Regions from separate parts of the Anas platyrhynchos genome. Here region 2 is linked to region 1. A link is a contact called in public Hi-C data. All regions are on one chromosome and are shown on one strand. Each heading gives the region's core, a stretch centred on a gene start, on an enhancer-like site or on the middle of the called end of the contact. The rest is flanking DNA. Distances are from core to core; before and after follow the strand shown. Region 1 holds the start of PIERCE1 (piercer of microtubule wall 1). Region 2 has its middle 21 kb from the start of EGFL7.

Evidence for each region. Hi-C and Micro-C count contacts between places; a contact is called where the count stands out from the background.
Region 2: a contact with region 1 is called in a Hi-C map of subcutaneous adipose tissue, with 2.3 times the contacts expected there. The contact joins the enhancer-like site here to the promoter of PIERCE1 in region 1. A contact is called at or near these places in 3 of 8 Hi-C or Micro-C datasets (liver, skeletal muscle and subcutaneous adipose tissue).

The regions. Positions count from the first base shown.
Region 1 is chr18:11,271,361-11,274,408 of IASCAAS_PekinDuck_T2T, forward strand. It overlaps PIERCE1 (piercer of microtubule wall 1), which reads right to left and starts at 1,626. Exons shown (of 3, transcript XM_038165107.2): 1 at 1,385-1,626; 2 at 1,229-1,301; 3 at 244-692. The coding sequence starts at 1,611. The coding sequence ends at 507. It overlaps MRPS2 (mitochondrial ribosomal protein S2), which reads left to right and starts at 1,505. Exons shown (of 4, transcript XM_038165106.2): 1 at 1,505-1,637; 2 at 1,737-1,817; 3 at 1,927-2,056; 4 at 2,399-3,048. The coding sequence starts at 1,610. The coding sequence ends at 2,942.
Region 2 is chr18:11,347,009-11,350,016 of IASCAAS_PekinDuck_T2T, forward strand. No RefSeq gene overlaps it. Among named protein-coding and RNA genes, the nearest start is that of EGFL7, 21 kb to the left of the region's middle. Within about 2 kb of position 1,588, at least 5 of the 8 cell types and tissues checked have an H3K27ac peak or open chromatin away from gene starts, as enhancers often do. A contact at or near this core is called in subcutaneous adipose tissue, where this site is marked.

The sequences.
Region 1 (3,048 bases), core at 376-2,875:
ACGATTTTCAGCGTACTTAAGTGCTGTGGATTCCTTGCAGCAGACACAATGCTGATGCCACGGACTCCAGTGATCGGAGAGAAGTAATTGCCCCTTCCCTGCTTATCTTAGCGGAGATTCAATATTGGGTGAGCAACAAAGCCTGTCCAAAAATAACAGCTGCGTGGCAGAGCAGCATGGCCTGGGACACCAGCTAGCAGCCACAGTGTTGCTGTGTACTCACGGGAGTTCAGAACAACGTTATTTTCCTGCATGTGCTTCTTTATTAAGACAAAAGCTCCGAAACACTAGATTAGGACTCTCTCAACACCGTGGATGTCATACAGCTTGCTTACACACTTACTTCCCTGTGCACAGCCAACATTTCTGCTGTGACAACAGATTTAGGGTAAGGTCAGTGCTGTTGTTTGCCTGCTTGTTTTTTGGGGGGGATGTTTATTTTTTTTACCTATGCAGCCAGCACTAAATTGAAGTGGCTTGGCATTGTAGCTGCTGGTGCTGCAGCTCTAACAGTGCGACGGCCCCCTGGCGTTGTAGCTGGGGTGGAAGTTGAGGGTGTCATGGGGGGTGATGAAGTTGTCTGGGCCAGTGACGCGGCTCTTCTCCAGGTAGGTGTTGAGCCCGTTGTCCCTGTACATGCCGCACTGCGCCAGAGTGTTCGAAAATGCGTGCGAGGTGACGTGCAAGGTGGTCTGTGGGAAGGAGAAACGGGAGGAAGGAGATGATTTACATGCCAACAGCAGCAGCACCTGCAGTTTGTACAAATCTGGACAAAGCTGTAAGGGTTCTTCATCTCAAGGCATCTCAAGGAGTTCATTGTCATGGGATGGGGGTCTGAGATGGTTCAGAGCTGCTGGGTCTGCCAGTGGCTGCTGAATGCCATCTCTGAGATGTGGCACCAAAACCTCCTAGCCTGGCTGCTTTGTGGCAGGAAGGAGGTTTGCTCTGCCTTGGCCTGGAAGCTTTTATGGAGGACATGGACCTGGGAAGAAGAAAATGAACCCAGCACTGGCAGCGTGGTGTCATTAACCACAGACCCTTGGGATGCTCCAGCTCAGTGTGCCAGCACCAGCTCTCCCTTCCACCAAACTAGGGGCTTTGTGAACTGGGGGGGGGGGCTTCGCGAGCCTTGGGAGGGTGGCAAAAGCCACCCCGGGAGGCCCAAGGGGGTGGACGAGACCCGTTGGAGTCACCGGGACCCCGGGGAACGGCTCGGGCTCGCACCTACCGGCACCTCGTGCACCGTGGGGGCTCTGCTGCCATAAGCCTGGTTGCTGGTCCGGTACAGGGGGTGCTGCTGCCTGCGGGGGGGAGGACACAGAGCATCAAAACGGGGGGGAACCGGGGAGGGTTTGGGGCCGGGGGGAGCCGGGGCTGCGCTCACCGGGAGCCGGCGGGGTGCGGGGGTACCGGGTACCGGGAGCCGGGGACTCCCGGGGCATCCGGACGGGACATGGGGACCGGGGGGGACCTGGAGGGACCTGGGGGGACCGGAGGGGTTCGGGGGAACCAGGAGGGACCGGAGGGGGGCAGCAGCACGGGGGGGGGCGTGGGGCGGTGGAAGCGGAAGGCTCCGCTCCTCTTCCTCTTCCTCCCACGGGCTCGGATCATGGCGCTGCCGCGGATCCTGCGGGCAGGTGAGGGCTCGGGCAGTGCTAAACCGAGCTGAACCGAGCTAAACCGGGCTAAACCGAGCCGTGCCCGGCAGTGTGACCGCTGTCCTTCTCTCCCCGCAGCCGCCCCCCGGCTCTACAGCAGCCTCCCGGCCCCGGTGCCGGTCCCAGCCCCGGCCCCAGCCGCCCGGTCCCCCGGTCCCGGTGAGTGCTGCCGAGCCCCGGCCCCTTTCCCCTGTCCCAGGGCTTTGCTCCTGCCCCTGCCGGCTCGGGAGGTCGGGAGCGATGGTTGGGGTTTTTGTCCTTGTCGCAGCTGCGGGTGACGGGCTGCTGAGCGAGCCTCTGAGCCACCCCGACTTCTTCAACGTGAAGGAGCTCTTCTCCATGAAGGATCTGTTCAACGCCCGGGTGCACCTGGGGCACAAAAAGGGCTGTCGGCATAGGTGAGTGCTGCCCGTCTTCGTGATCCGGCACTTGTTCACTTCACGAGTGTGTCCGCAGTCTACACAAGCCTTTGGAGGTGGCATTGAGCCAGGCAGGGGTTGGGGCAGCTCACACAGCCCACCTTTTCCATCCGTTTCCCCGTTTCGTGCCCTACAAAAGCGCAGGGACCCCGAGCTGAGCACGGTGTCAGACCCACAGCCCCTCTGCACCCAGGTGGGACAGACACGGATGGATGCAGAGAGCAGCCCTGGTGTCGGCCGGGAGTTGGGGTGTGGGGCCAGGAATTTCTGCTCGATGTTAGCCCCACGGCCCCGTGTGTCGCCCGCCCTCTGCCCCCGCAGGTTCATGGAGCCCTACATCTTCGGCTGCCGCCTGGATCAGGACATCATCGACTTGGACCAGACGATGGATCATCTCCAGCTGGCCCTCAACTTCACCGCCCACATCGCCTACCGCAAGGGCATCATCCTCTTCATCAGCCGCAACCGCCAGTTCTGCCACCTGGTCGAGAGCACGGCAAGGGAGTGCGGGGAGTACGCGCACACGCGCTACTGGCAGGGCGGCCTGCTCACCAACGCCCACATCCAATTCGGGTCCGGCGTCCGCCTGCCCGACCTCATAATCTTTCTCAGCAGCCTCAACAACGTCTTCGAGCCCCACGTGGCCATCCGGGATGCCGCCAAGATGAACATCCCCACGGTGGGGGTGGTGGACACGAACTGTAACCCCTCCCTCATCACCTACCCCATCCCCGGGAACGACGACAGCCCCAGCGCCATGGAGCTCTACTGCAAGCTCTTCAAGATGACCATCATTCGTGCAAAGGACTACAGGAAGCAGAGGGAGGTCTTCCACAAGCTCCAGAGCAAAGAAGAAGACAATTAGAGCCACTTCGTGCTGGCTGAGGGACAGACATGACTGTGCCCAGCAGCTGGAAATGGGTGTCCTGCTCTGCTCCCATGGGTGCTGCACCCACAGCATCGCTCTGGTC
Region 2 (3,008 bases), core at 338-2,837, 76 kb after region 1:
TGGGCCTCATCTCACACCCACGGAGCCAAAAGGGCTCCAGAGGGCTTCCCTGGGGCTGGGCTGACTGTCGGCAGTGCAGAGACGTGGGCAGGGTGCACAGGACACGAGGCATGAGCCGTGCCTCTGTTAGATATGCACAGCACCATGCACATCGGGGCCAGACTTTGCTGGCGATGCTGGGAGCCCGCTGGCAGCAGGGAGTACACCAAGATTTCATTTTCCTTGCTGTCCTGCTTCCTCCAGCCAGGGGTTTTGGTCCTCCCCTCTGTGTTTCTATGGGTTTGTGCCTTTTCCTGGGTGGCTGTTGGGGAGCAGAGCTCCCCATGCTGGCACCCTGAGCCCCCCAGCCTCTCGTCGCCTTCCCCCCAGCAGCTGACCCCAGCTGATAACCTCGGGAAGCTCCCTTTGCCCCTGAGGAGCCAGGATGGGGAAAGAAGTTGACTTTTAACCCCCTTCTGTGTTTCTTCCCCCTCCTAAACGTGTTGAATTCTCCCCCACTGCCTGCCCTGTGCACCAAACCCATCCATCTCCCGCTGCTGGAGGGGCCCCTGGAGCTGGAAGCCCCCGGGTCCTCCCACGAGCCCATCTTACGAGGAGGAAAGAGCTTCTCTTACAACCACAACCTTGAAAGGAGGAGAAAAGGTTTAATTCTGCCCAGAGCTGCTGGAGCAGAGCGTGGTGTCCCTTCTCACCCTGGCTCACTCACAACAGGGGACATAAGGGCAGAGTGGTAACAGGAGGGCTGCAGGCAATGCTCTCAGTGCTTAAACCACCGACCTCAGCCGAGGGACCAGGAGACACAGAACCTGACCCCTCTCCTCCCAGCCTGTCCAAAAGGAGCCATCAAGCAGCCCCGTGCACCTAGCCGGGCCCCCAGAGATAAACACGGGGCTTTGATGTGAAGGGAAAGTGAGCGGCTCCATGCGAGCCCTTATCTGCCTTTTCTTCTGCCCCTGGTGTCAAGGAGTGATGTGGGAGAAGGCGCTCTCCAGAAGGTCCCTGGGCTGTGGAATGAGGGGCAGGGGTCTCGGGACACCCTGCATGGATGCTGCCCGCCTGCCACACCAGGCCACCACGTCCCCAGGGCCATGCAGGAGGTCGGGCACAACGCGGGGACACACAGGCTGATCAGAGGAGACTCCGAGCGACTTGGTGGGGTGCTGGTCCCCCTGCCTCCTCCTGCCCTCCTTTGGTAGCCCTGGGAGGTTTTCCTTGGATCATTCTCATCGGCCTAAGGCTGCTTGCTCACCTGGAGGCAGACCTTTAATGAAGCCCCCAGCGTGGCAGGGATAATTATCTTTGTGCTGCAGAAAGCGCCCTCGTTACTCGTTATTAACGCTGGCGGGGTGTTCCCAGCCCGAAGAATTACCATAAGTAATCCCAGCCCTGATCCTGCCAGGCGCTCGGCGGGAGTTGTGCAAAATGTTTTGCTGTGTCTGGGACTAAATATAGACCATGATGTGATGGGGAGGAGGAACAAGACCAAGAGTTGGGAAGGGGAGAGACACACGTGCGGCTCCCGGGCAGGGGAAGCTGCCTGTACGTGCTGCCTGCCTGCACCCACACGCTCCAGGCATGCTTGGGAAGGAGAAGCACACCCCACCGCGGCTGCTCGTGCACTCGGTAGGGCTGTTTGCATCAAGGATCTCCCTTATGGAAAGTGCCCACCACAGCAAACCTGCAGTGCCTGGGCTGCAAGAGGCAGCAGGAGAGTGCTGGGCTCTCAGAGGCTTTTTTCGACGTTGTTCTAAGCCTCAGCAACACTTTTGTCCTATTCACGTTTCAGGAAAGCTTAGAGAAAGCTCACAAAGCAAGGAGGAGCAGCAGCACCAGGTGACAGAAAGGTGGAGTGGGAGAGCCACGCTAGTGGGAGCTGCATGGATTCAGAGCAGAGGGCTCCTCGGCCTCACAAATAAATCCAACATCGGAAAACGACAGAAATTGTCTCTGTTTGCAGCTCAAATTGAGGCTTTCACATAGCAAGGGGGAGGATGGATGCAATGCAAATGTTGAAATACTTTGCGCCAGGCTTTGCCAACAAAAAGTTTCATTTTGGATCTGCCAAATGTTTTGTTTCATCATTGTCAGATATGAAGCATGCGTTTTTGGAAGTGGCAAGTTCTCTGACAAATGGATCCCAGCCTAAAGAGAAAGAAAGAAATAAAAAGGGTTTTAATGGATGTGAAATAACCCCCAATAAATACAGGAAGGTTTTTAATTCATGTGGAGCACAACATTAGCAAAATGAACCTGAGAAGGAAACATGGCAGAGAAGCTGTCTTTGGGCTCGACCCTGTCTGATTTTGTGTGCTTTTTTATTCAACTACAGAGTACAAACACCTTTTTCCCCTCCGTTTCTCCCCAAGCCTTGCATGCAGCCCTGCTGCTGACCGTGGCCCAGGACAGCAGTGCCCGATCCAGCTGCACTCGGGTGGGATTAATTCACTGCGGGCACTGCTGTTGCAGAGCTGGCTGCAAACTCCAGCTCCTGGCCTCGAAGCCCAGCTGAAGCTGAGGTTATTGCTCTTCCAGGCTCTGCCATGTGGTACTGTTTGTTTGCTCTGTGTGCCAGCGGAGCCCCCGCATCCACATCCATTATGTTTGCATCTAAGCTGCAAATTTGAGTTTAATGTGGCAGGTTGGAGCCCTGGGGGTCTCCTGGCTAAGTCTGAAACAGTCGCTGGGTCTGAAAGGTCTCTAAAACACGAGGCTGTCCAGGAGAGGTCAGGGGTCTGTGTGTGGTGGGGAGGGAGAAGACCAGTAGGAGCAGAGAAAGGAAAAGGAGAGAAGAAATGTGGGGATAATAATGGAGAAAATGGATAGATAGCCTCCTCAGGGCAGCCCCAGCATGGCACACCGTGGCAGGGACGTGGGACCCTCCTGAGTGCTTGGTGGCACAGCATCCTTCCCGTCTCGTCTTCCAGCACACTTCGACAGTGGCTTTCAGAGCCCAGCAGCCCCCATCCCCGTCCCCCCGCGCTCCCCCCACACCCGCGGGGCAGCCGTGC